Regions from separate parts of the Sus scrofa genome. Here all the other regions are linked to region 3. The links are chromatin contacts, called in public HiChIP or PLAC-seq maps. All regions are on one chromosome and are shown on one strand. Each heading gives the region's core, a stretch centred on a gene start, on an enhancer-like site or on the middle of the called end of the contact. The rest is flanking DNA. Distances are from core to core; before and after follow the strand shown. Region 1 holds the start of RGMA (repulsive guidance molecule A). Region 2 has its middle 320 kb from the start of RGMA. Region 3 has its middle 150 kb from the start of RGMA. Region 4 has its middle 23 kb from the start of RGMA.

Region 1 (2,909 bases), core at 64-2,563, 150 kb after region 3:
GTTAGAGTTGAGTTGAAAAATTTGATAAGGGAAGAAATCTGTCGTTCACCAATTATTAGGGCTGGACATTCTCTCTCTCTCTCTCCTCTCTCTCTCTATGAGGAAACTGGGGCCCAAGAGAGCTAAAAGGCTTGCCCAAGGTCAGAGCTAATTATAGAAACCAGCAATTCCAATACCTGATCTCTTCCTGCGAAATCACATGGATTGTATTTATATCCCAGCTATAGATTATCTCAGTACCAATAAAACACAGAATATTGAGTTGAAACCACATCTCTCAAGACCACAAGCATAAATAATGATCGTGTTTTAATGTAGATGATACCTTTTTATTTTGCAAATCCAAAGAGTTCTCATCAAAATCCATGACAGCTTGTTTTCTGTAAGAATGCGAAGGCCATAACCCTGTCTGAAACGCACTGGCAAATTTCTCTAACCGAGCAATGCTAATTTGGGCGTGAGCTGTGTGTTCAGGCTGACTGCAAGCTCCAGCTGGGGTTTCAGCTCTGCACAGGGCGATTGGGTGGCTCTTTGCTGTTTCACGGCAAGAATCTTTCCCTGGACTCCCGGAAGCCTCTGGGGAATTTATCGCAACCGAAGTGTTCTCGCCAGTGTGTGCATGCGCTGCATGGTGAAACATTCTTTGGAGAAGAGAATCCACTTACAATCCGTGCGTGTGAGCGTAAAAGCGCCGCGCAGGGACAGGAAAGACTCGCGGCGGAGCACACTCTGACCCGAGGTTACCTCTGGGGAGGGGCTGATATGGGAAGGGGGATGTTATACGGTCTTCTTACTCTAGATATGCCTGGGCTGTATAAAAATTGTACACAAGGACGTATTCCTCATTTACATATTTAATACATATGTGTTAATTTTTAAAAAGAAGATTAAGCAAACATCTCAGAACAACAAAGGTGCGTCTCTGCAGAGAGTAGCAGCTTTTCTCCTGGATGTGACTGTCTATTCCAGAAACCTCAGAATATCTCGCCCTACCCATGGAACTGATGATGGAAACGTGCTCTCCAGGGCTTCGCAGCGGATGATTAGGAAAGTTGGAGGCGCCTCGAGGGTCATGGCACTTGCGGCTCGCGCCCCCCTAACCCGCATGTTTAGGGAAGTCTAGACTTGGCAGCGTGAGCAGCTCCCGACCCCAACCGCCTTAGCGGGTGCTGATGCGGGAAGGTGCGGCCGCGGCGGGGCGGGGCAATCCGAGTCGGCACCCCACGTCTCCGCTCCCGCCCGCGCCCGGCTGGCCCCGCCCGTTTCGCCCCCCGCCTGCGCCCCGGGCGCCTGGCCCGCCCCCTCCCCTCCGCGCGCAAAAGAACCTCGAGACGCCGCGCTTGGCGGCGGTTGCGGGCGGGGGCCGGGCGAGGGAGGGGGCTGGCCCGAGCCGCCCGACTCTGCAGTTGTCTCTCGAGCGCGGGCTGCGCAGCCCGAGCCTTTGGCTGGGTAAGCACTAGCCGTTCGCTCCCGGGCCGGCTCCTCCAGGCGCTCGCAGGCATGCAGCCCGGGAGCAGGCGGCGCGCCCCGGGCCGCTGCTGAGCCGGCCGGGGCGGCGGGGACCAGCGCCTGCCGAGCCCCTCCCACTTTGCCCCGGGGCCGAACAGCGGCGCCCCGGCAACCCCTCTTCGCCCGCAGCCCTGTCAGCGCCACCCCCCCGAGGGCTGCAGGGGCTCATGCAGCCGCCAAGGTAAGCGCGGGCCAGGAGCGGGGCGGACCCGGCTCTGACATCCCTGAGGCGCCGCCACCACTTGCCCGGGCTACGGCACGGCTTTGGTCTTCCCCAACCCCGCGTCTCATCTTGCTCCCATCTTGCCCAGATTTGAGCTTTGCTAAGCCTGATCGCTTTAGCTCTTGGCAGCAGCAAAGTTTTTGTGGTTTGGTATTTGCTCTTTTTTCCTAAAATGCTCTCCCCGGGCAGCCTGCAGCGCTCGTGGTTGGGCAGACCCGGCGAATGTGTGTACCACTGTGCGCGTGCTGGGAGCTCTCTTTCTCCCGCGGCCACCTCCTCATTGGGCGGTCGCTACGTCCAGCCCGCGGAGCCTGGGACAGGGAGAGCCACCGGGCTGTGCCGCTGTGAACCCGCATTGGCCCGACTCTCCCGGGCCCTCTCCTCCAGCTTCTGGCCCAACTGCCTAGCCAGCTGCAGAGCCGCTGCTCTAGGGCTTGCCCCGGGGGCATCGGCGCTGCGCACTGTTTGGGCTTGGGTCTCCAATGGTCCTTTGCCTGGGAGCGCAGGTGCGCAGGAAAGTGAGGGACTTGTGTTGAGTGCTTAAGGGATAGGAGTCGCGAGTGGCCCTGGCGTTTCTAAGTGAACAGGTGGGCCCAGAGGGCTGGGCACAGCAACAGTTACGTGCCTGGCTCAAGCAGTGGCTCATCCCAGGAACAAGCTGGGGCAGTGGGACAGGTGTATTTGGGGGGAGGACTGATGGGGACACTAGTGTGCAATTCTTGATTGCATCCTGTTAATGTAATTGCATTAGATTTGCTCGGAGGTAGAATCAATATCCCTAAATTGAGATTTTTTTTTTAATGGGCGCCTGCGAGCTGCTATTATGTAGTGTGGTTTCGGAAGGCGTTGGAATGTATTTATTTTATAAATCGGGTGTCTTGAGGACCGATTAGGGGAAATCGCGCCATCTAGCGGAAATGATACATTGAGCGTTTCTTTTAGGCCACGAAGTTGGGTGTTCTCAAAGTAGGAGACTCCGGCTCGAGGTGGGGAGGCAGGCACTTGGCTGCCTGGGGCTAGAAGTTTTCACCGTAGCTACAGTCCGGCTGAGCTGGAGCGCCGCGACGCCCCCAGCTCTCACGCCAAGCTCAAGGGTCAGAATTGCAGGTCCTACTGATTAGCAAGCTCCCACCTCAAAGAGATCCTTCACCTTCACCATCAGGCTTTAGGGTCCTGT
Region 2 (2,886 bases), core at 296-2,795, 170 kb before region 3:
ACCAACTGGCAAATGACTTTGGGTAAATCACATATGCTCCCTGTTAATTCACCTGTCAAGGGGGCCTAATTCCACCTGCCTCGTGAATTCTTCCTGAATAAAGTAAGCCAAAGTGTCTCCCAAACCACAATGACTTACGGTAGCCCACGGTATTATTAATTAGGATCAAAGAAGATCACAAACAGGATCTTATAACTATAGTGCTTTGAGGAACACGCAATTCGTGTGACACTGAACTTCTCACAGGGCCAACCCACAGAGCTACGTGCATTTTCCACAACCAGACTTTAAGCCCTGTGGCCCTTTAGGGCTACCTTCTTTTATCATGGGCTGGGGAAAGGGCATTCCTGAGGAGTGCCAAGCAGCAGGATTCCTAGGCAGCCCAGTTGCCTTGCACTGGGAATATTCTAGAAAGAAGGAATACTGCGGAGACTCAGTGACTGAATAGTGATGACCTGACGCTGCTCCCCAGCTGGGGAAAATTGGGATGAAAGAATGAGGCGCTCCTGTCTGACCCCAGAAATTGTAAGGTTTAATAGTGAAAGGGGCCTCTTTTACTTCCCCCATTTATGACCAAACCAGTTCAAAGCTCAGACCAAGATGTTTTCAGCAAAACCCAGGTGAACCCTTTCTAGGCTAAGGCCACATGAGATTGAACTTCAGAGCGGCTCTTAAAGGGGCCTCAGCTCCTAAAGCCAAGTTCACCCACTTCACTACCTCCCTCGATCTGTCAGGCATTCTAGAAGCACTCAGCTTTCTCTAAGCTGACCCACTACAGCACAGTACACTTGGCCAAAGAGAGAGAGAGAACAGGCCATCCAAAATATCCCTGAGTGTCCCCAGCAGGCTGAATGTCTTGACCAGGAGCGGTAGAAATAACACTGGCACCTTCCTGCTTTGGCCCCGGTTTGGAGCGCGTGCTGGTGTCCACCGTACCCCATGCCAACCCAGAGCACAAGAAGGAGGGCGTGAAATTTGCAGCCTAAGTTCCCCAGGGTAACTTTTATAGCTCTGTTCTAGTAGTTACTTTTTTTTAAAGGTCAAGATTTACATGTTTATTTTGACTAGTGTTCCTTGGCCTAATCCAGATTTGGGGGGGTGGGGTGTGGAATGGGGGTTGGACAAAGAAAGAAATTGACACAAATAGATGAATAGTTTGCAAGTGAAATCTGCAACTCATTTTGGGAACTCTCCCACGAGAACCTCGCTTTATTTTATTGAAAAGGGCAAGAAAGAGTGACATTTCTGTGTGCTCAGGGAACCCAGAGAGCCAAACAGCCGGTCCCAGGGAAGAACATCTGGTTGGCGAACACAAAGGAACATAACACCTGCAAACGGCTCTGTGTTTACTCTGTGACTGGTTGTCCATTATCCTCTAAAAATATGTTTCGGGGCTGGAAACGGGCTGTTTGTGCCAAGAAAGCCTGGAGTGATAACACAGCCTGTTTACCTTGGAATTCTCCCCGTCCCACCATGGGCGGGCCCTGCTGAGGCAAGACAGCTTTGGAACATTTTTTTCTGCCTAGTGCCACTTTGCTGAAACCTCTGCAAGTTTGGAGCTAGAGACCAGAGAAAGGGCGTCGGGGGCTGAGAGTGTGGAGAAAGACTGCTGGGCTTCAGGATGTGGTTGTGATATTATTTATTCCTCTGTGATGATTTTCTGGCAGGGCTTTGGGTGTCTTAGCCTCTGGAAGGAGTTGCAAAGTATCAAAAACAACACCAAAACAAACCGTTTTAACACCCACACTTACAGGAAACTTTACCCCAGGGGCTCAGAGCACTTCTAAAAGAACAAGAAGGCCTGCCCTTGGCAGCTGTGATTGTCTGCCCCCGAGCTCAATTTATTGTCTCCTTCTTTGAAGCACTCTTGGTCTAGAATGAAGCATCATCCAAAGAGACCTCACTCAAAGCAGCCAACAGGGACCATGGCAGAAGAGTTCCCACCCAAAGGCAAAGCTCCTTGGAGCCCCAAACACAGCAGCATCACCCCCTACGGCCACCCTGAGTCCACACTGCAGCTGGAGTCTGACTGGTACAGTGTCATTGGCTTGGGGATGGTATGAAACCTAGAATGAAGAGACATATAAAGAAGTGTGTGGATAAACAGCAGAACTCACATGTATTGGGGTCTCAGCTTAAGGCCAGTCTAGGCAAATGAGCACTCTGCCTGGCTTTTCTCATATAACTAAAGAAAACAATTCTATTCTTATTTCATAAGCGAGAGAAAGAAGGCTTAGAAAGCTTAAGCAATTCTCCCAGAGTTAGGTTATTCAGTCAGATGGAAGCACTGGGGTTTCAAACCAGGTCTCTCTGGCTTTTTTTTTTTTTTTTTTTTTTTTTTCCACTACCTTACGTGGCCTGTCAAAGGCTGACATGCGTGGATTTCCTTTTGCTTCCAAATTTATTCAAAAAAGACCCAGTGTGGTGCTAAGATGCTAGTCTGGTTCTAATGTTGGAACCTGGTCTCCATTTCCTTCCTTCAGCTCCCCTGTCTCATTCTGAGAACAGGAGGAAGGTTAAGTTAGAGTGGAAGTTCAGGCTACTTTCACACAAAAATTGTGGTACATGATGGTACATTTGCTCTGTTGTTTAAGGATGTTCAGTTTGACTCTATAAACTAAGAGAAACAGGCCAATGAGGACAGAGGAAAGTAATCGATGCCAGTGGCCAGTGAGACCTATTAAACATAGATAAAGTAAGTAGAATATTCAAAGTCACACTAACTATTCATAAGGCATTCAAAACTCACCAGGCATTTAGTTGGCCACTCATTGGGAACATTCATTCCCCTCAGTTGTCTGCCTACAACACATGGATAAAAGCCAGTAGGCCAACTGGCAAGCTACAGCTGTGGCCAGGCAAATTTGCCTGTGTGTCTCATAAAAG
Region 3 (2,700 bases), core at 164-2,663:
GGAATCTCAGTGATCAACCTTCTGATTCAAACCAGTCTGGGTCTACGTGCTTCTGCTCAGTAGTCACCATCCTCCACTTGTGGGGGTGGTGAGGATGGGGGTGGTCCTTAGACCCTGAAGAATAACTCAGAGCTATCAATCAGATTGTTATGATTTCCCTTGAGAAGAAACTGGGACTCTGTTTTAGCACTGAACTAGCATCATTACTTTTCACTATTAACTGCTTTTCATTTTTCTCTGCATTCCCTCACTTCCCTACTGAGTAACTGCCCTCACCTGCTCTTTGGAACTCAAGGAAGAACTAGGAAACTAAAGCCTTTTTCTACAAACAAGAAATGGGGGCTCTTGTATCCGAGGGGGCTCTGCAGTTTCCAGCTCAGTTTTGATTGTATGGGTTTTTTTGTTTGTTTTGTTTTGTTTTGTTTTTTTTGCTTTTTCTTTGTTTATTTGTTTTTTAGGGCCACACCCTTGGCATATGGAGGTTCCCAGGCTAGGAGTCGAATAGGAACTACAGCTGCCTGCCTATGCCACAGCCACAGCGACGCCAGATCCGAGCTGCATCTGCAACCTACACCACAGCTCACGGCAAGGCCGGATCCTTAACCCACTGAGTGAAGCCAGGGAATGAACCCGCAATCTCATGGTTCCTAGTGGGATTTATTTCTGCTGCAACGGGACAAGAACTCCTCCTGCTCAGTTTCAGTCCCCCTTCTCTTTGATTTTCCTCAATCTTGAGGGGGCAGGTGCAAGACAAGAAAGGGAATAAAGTTTTGGATAGAAAGGTTAATCATAAACTTAGCAGAGGAGCTGGTTTTCACTCTAGCACTCCATTCTCAGCCTCTGTTTTCTTCTATTTGCTTTTCCGTGTCTTCACATGGCCTTATAATGACACGAGTCACTGGACAAGGACCCACCCTGATCCAGTATGACCTCATCTTAACTATTACATCTGCAAAGACACTGTTTCCAAATAAAGTCATGTTCTGAGTTTCCAAGTGGGCGGAGCCTGTTCAACCCAGTGCAGGTGATAAACCAGAAGGAAAAAAAAAATGGCTACCAGTACAGGAACCAATAAGAGGCATAGGTCCGGCAGGTAAAAATCCAAAACCAACAGCTGTCCATGATACCACATAAGTTACCACTCATCAAACCGTCTGAACAGAAGAGATCGTAAGCAAATCGGCTGTCCCATTGCTTAGAGACAACTGTGCCTAGTTAACCACACATGGGAAATTCCAGAGAGAACCCAATGCTACAACAACCAGGAATCTCTTTTTATCAGGAATACTTCTTAGAAGCTGAGCTAAATTTGTAACAAGTCCAAAGACTGGAATTCTCTCCAGGCAAACTCACCATCTCCCAACTGTTCTGACTTTACATGTGTCTAAGATATTGCGAGCCCTCCCCCTCCAGGGAATTCAACTTCCGGTGCACAGAGCCCAGCTGTGGCTAAAAATGTAAAGTTCCTTTGCAAAGGCAAAAAGTCAACAGTTTCTGAATCTCCAGCCTCAGGAGGCATACGCCCCAACATGCCTAAACTCAACCCAACTCCTCAGAGTTACCGTCACCAAGACCCTCCCCCAGTCACGGATTTTACTTCTTTTCATCCCTGCAGAAGGAAATTCAACGTGCGATTTTTTTAGAGGAAAAAGACCTGGGGAAATTTAAGCTAAACTCCTAACAGTGGTAATCAGTCTCTGGATGGGAGGATAAAGGAGATTTTCACTGCTGTATAAATTATTTTTTAAATTAAAAAAATAATAATAGTAAAGATACTTCCAAATGAAAAACACCTCCTAGTGGTTCTGTTGAACCTACTACAGCACGTTGGCAAGCTAACAACCATGGCTTTAGGATGTCCAGTGAGGAGGAAAAAAATTCCTCCCTCAACAACAACCAAAACAAAACAAAGCAAAAAAAATTTTTTAATCTAAATGAAAAGCAAAGCAGTGGAAACAGAAAAGTGCATGTGAAAAAATTTCCAGCCAAATGACATTTTCCATTCTTATTTTCTCAAAGAAGCAAAGATTTCCCATTTGGTGCAATGATACTCCCTGGGGACCTGACACCCTGCACAGGGGACAGGGGTCTGAGGTCCCAGGTCTGACTCACAGGGTTGCCACTTCCCAGCTGTGTGACTCTAAGTCACTTTACCCATCCAGGCTCCATCTCCGCTAAAAATATCTCCCCTGTCCGACTCTATTTATATAGTTGTCATAACACTCAAATGGGTCCACCTAAGGGCAAGATCTCTGCAAACTCTATAAACATTATAGGGGATTATTATTAAAATTCCTAATTATTTAAGCCTCCGTGGAATCCTGCCAGGACCCATTCAAACACATACACAAACAAAAAGAAATCCTTTCCCTCAAAATGATGGCTTTCTCGGCTTGTTTATTTTAACCTCAGGTGTGCTGAATTCTTCTCACTTCTCAGCCCCTGGAGTGTGATCACCTCCCCCCTTGATAGTTTCCACGCTTACTATTTATGTATTCCCTCTCAGCTCCATTCCCCGTTCCCACTCGCCTCCTTCCTGCCACCAGACAACTGTTTGTTTCTATTTAACATAGCTTTTTGTACGTATTCCTTAAAAGCTGTATATATTTGCACGTTTATATCTGTAGTTTATGTAAATGGGGTTAACATGACATTTTGCTTCCTAGAGTTCTCACTATGTTCTTAAGGTCCTCTATGTTG
Region 4 (2,874 bases), core at 145-2,644, 130 kb after region 3:
TGGGTTTCTTCTTTTTACGGCCATGCCTGTGGCATGTGGAAGTTCCCAGGCTAGGGGTGAAATGAGAACTGCAGCAGCAGGCCTACGCCATAGCCACAGCAAAGCCAATCTGAGCTACATCTGTGACTACACTGTAGCTTGCAACAGTGCAGGATACTTAATCCACTGAACAAGGCCAGGGAGTGACCCTGCATCCTCACAGACACTGTGTCAGCTTCTTCTTCGTCATCGTCTTCTTGCTTTTTAATTTTTTTTTACTATTTATTTATTTTTACTTGTTAGGGCTGCACCTATGGCATATGGAGGTTCCCAGGCTAGGGATCAAATCAGAGCTACAGCTGCTGGCCTACACCACAGCCACAGCAACACCAGATCCGAGCCAAGTCTTCAACCTACACCACAGCTCACAGCAGCGTCAGATCCTTAACCCACTGAGACCAGGGATCAAACCTGCATCCTCATGGTTCCTAGTCAGAGTAATTAACCACCACAACCGGAACTCCTATGAGCCACGACAGGAACTCCTATGTCCAGTTCTTAACCCACTGAATCAGAGCAGGAACTCCGATAAAGTTATTTTGTAGAGTGTACCTCATTTAACTATGTTTTACATCTTTCTAAGACTTAACAAAAATATTTACAAACCAGGGGAAAAGCTCTCTCTCAATCTATGCATTTCTGATTTCTTTTTGCTCACCACAAATAAATAAGCCTCTTTTAATCTGCCCCTTATTTGTGTACTCATGTATTTATCAGTTTCTTGATTCCTCTAGAAAAATAATACATGCAACTGGCACACATTTTTAAGACCTGAAACGCAGTAAAAATGAATCTCCCACTCACCCCGTCCCCCATCTCTGTTCCCTTTCTAGAGCAATCCCCTTTATCACATTCTCATCTGCCCTCGAAGACATTTTGTAATTGGGGCATTCTATATGCACAATTTCCCTCCTGGTTTCTTTAGGACATCCTTTATCTGCCTGCCTAAAATGTTGCCTGGAGAGCCTCTGTACCAGATCCAGCCCTACTGTTTCCCATTTTTCCAGGGCCACCTATTTCTCTAACAAGAACGCCAAACATTCCAGAATGTTCTCCTCCAGCAAATCTGCCTCCTGGAACCAGCTTATCAGATTCTCTATCCCGACTGCCCCCCACCACCCCCCAATGTCCTGGCTGAATAAAAAGTAGTGTTCCATTTTCCTCTTTCTAATTTCTCTCCCTGAGTGCTCTTTGTCACAGAATGTAGATTGCTCTATTTAAAACCTGTTGGGACCCAGTGCCTGTCAAAGTTGTTGAACAGAATAAAAAGCTCTTGAGCGTGATCCAGGCCAATCCTCTATATATAGACGTGACCCTCATTTCTGTTCCAAAAAGAGCAGGAAAGACAGGGCCTGAGGTTGGAAGCTCTAACTTCCCCGGTATTGATTTTGACTTGCAGAGTGACGGAGGGGCCTGTGTGTATGTGACCTCGGATGTGCTCATCCATTATTAATACCACTTTGGAATTAAAAAGAGAAACAGACAAGCAAAAGCCACCAGAAAAGCCTAAGCAGACCGAGAACACCAATTCAAGAGAATGATTAATTATTTAGAGCTATTTAACCACAATCTTGATTCAAGGGCAACCTTTGAGTAGGGAGAAGTGAGAAGCCAGTAAGGAAATGTGGCTCTGACCCCAGGCAGCAGCAGATAACTGCTCAGGGAGCAGCAGGTTCCTGGGAATCTGCCCTTCTTTTCCTTCTTGACCTTGCAACTCCCACGGCCACCATACTTTGTCTCCCAGGAGGAAGGCTGTGGACTCCCATTTCCCCTGACCTTCCAAGAAGGTGACAAGGAGATGTCCTGGGGTGACTCATCCTGGCTGCTTCATGTCACAAGTAGCAGCTCAATGACAGGAGGAAGGCTGGCCCAAGAGTGGTCTCAGAAACCTAGGTGGGTTTGGTGTTCAGCTCCCCCACGCACTCCTGTCCTCTCACTCCAGGGTGACACTGATGGTGGAGAGGATGGCACAGCAGGAGTGACTGGGGATTATGGCTTGGAAGGCGATCCCTCTGCCGCCAGCTCTTCTAGCTGAAACTCTCTGTTTCCCAGTGCGGCTACCGTATTGTCTGTCGGGACATGCCAGGGTCCCTCCCAGTTCAAACCACGTTCCTGTCTAAACTTATGCCTTGAGATGCTGATGCCATGGGAAAGGGTTCAGGATAAACTAGGGGTAAAAGAACAGAAAATAAGGACTTGGAGTGGTGAAGTAGTCCTAATTTTAATTCCTGGACTCCTTTTGATAGAAAAGCCTGTGCAGCTCATGCATGTGCTTGTGTGTATGTTAAAATACACAGGACATTAAATACACCATTTTAACCATTTTAAAGTATACAGTTCAGTGGCATAAAGTGCATTCATGCTTTTGTGCAACCATCACCATCATCCATCTCCAGAACTATTTCATCATCCTAAACTGAAACTCTGTACCCATTAAACAGTAATTGCCCCCTGCCCCCAGCCCCCAGCAACCACCATTCTACTTTCCATCTGTGTGAATTTGACTAGTCTAAGTACCTCATGCATGTGGAACTATACAATAATTGCCATTTTGTGACTGCCTTATTTCACTCAGCTTAATGTCCTCAAAGTCCATCTATGCTCTAGCACGTGTCAGAATGTCCTTCCTTTTTTTTTTTTTTTTTTTTTTTTTTGTCTTTTTAGGGCCGTACCCACGGCATATGGAGTTTCCCAGGCTAGGGGTCGCATCAGAGCTGCAGCTGCCAGCCTATATCATGGCAATGCCAGATCCTTAACCCACTGAGCAAGGCCAGGGATCGAACCCGCAACCTCATGGTTCCTAGTCAGATTCATTTCCACTGCACCACGACGGGA

The links. HiChIP or PLAC-seq counts read pairs in DNA pulled down with a chosen protein or histone mark.
Region 1: an H3K27ac HiChIP or PLAC-seq map of skeletal muscle shows a contact between it and region 3, with 4 times the contacts expected there. The contact joins the promoter of RGMA here to the enhancer-like site in region 3. A contact is called at or near these places in 1 of 5 promoter capture datasets (skeletal muscle), 7 of 47 Hi-C or Micro-C datasets (embryonic fibroblasts, fetal heart ventricle, fetal skeletal muscle and 3 more) and 1 of 2 datasets of contacts at active chromatin or transcription factors (skeletal muscle).
Region 2: an H3K27ac HiChIP or PLAC-seq map of skeletal muscle shows a contact between it and region 3. The contact joins two enhancer-like sites. A contact is called at or near these places in 2 of 47 Hi-C or Micro-C datasets (epiblast stem cells and heart right ventricle) and 1 of 2 datasets of contacts at active chromatin or transcription factors (skeletal muscle).
Region 4: a contact with region 3 is called in an H3K27ac HiChIP or PLAC-seq map of skeletal muscle. The contact joins two enhancer-like sites. A contact is called at or near these places in 1 of 47 Hi-C or Micro-C datasets (heart right ventricle) and 1 of 2 datasets of contacts at active chromatin or transcription factors (skeletal muscle).

The regions. Positions count from the first base shown.
Region 1 is chr7:85,920,211-85,923,119 of Sscrofa11.1, forward strand. It overlaps RGMA (repulsive guidance molecule A), which reads left to right and starts at 1,314. Exons shown (of 4, transcript XM_001924865.4): 1 at 1,314-1,690. The coding sequence starts at 1,677.
Region 2 is chr7:85,596,331-85,599,216 of Sscrofa11.1, forward strand. No RefSeq gene overlaps it. Among named protein-coding and RNA genes, the nearest start is that of RGMA, 320 kb to the right of the region's middle. Within about 2 kb of position 1,546, at least 20 of the 83 cell types and tissues checked have an H3K27ac peak or open chromatin away from gene starts, as enhancers often do. A contact at or near this core is called in skeletal muscle, where this site is marked.
Region 3 is chr7:85,766,633-85,769,332 of Sscrofa11.1, forward strand. No RefSeq gene overlaps it. Among named protein-coding and RNA genes, the nearest start is that of RGMA, 150 kb to the right of the region's middle. Within about 2 kb of position 1,414, at least 10 of the 83 cell types and tissues checked have an H3K27ac peak or open chromatin away from gene starts, as enhancers often do. A contact at or near this core is called in fetal skeletal muscle and skeletal muscle, where this site is marked.
Region 4 is chr7:85,897,172-85,900,045 of Sscrofa11.1, forward strand. No RefSeq gene overlaps it. Among named protein-coding and RNA genes, the nearest start is that of RGMA, 23 kb to the right of the region's middle. Within about 2 kb of position 1,395, at least 3 of the 83 cell types and tissues checked have an H3K27ac peak or open chromatin away from gene starts, as enhancers often do. A contact at or near this core is called in skeletal muscle, where this site is marked.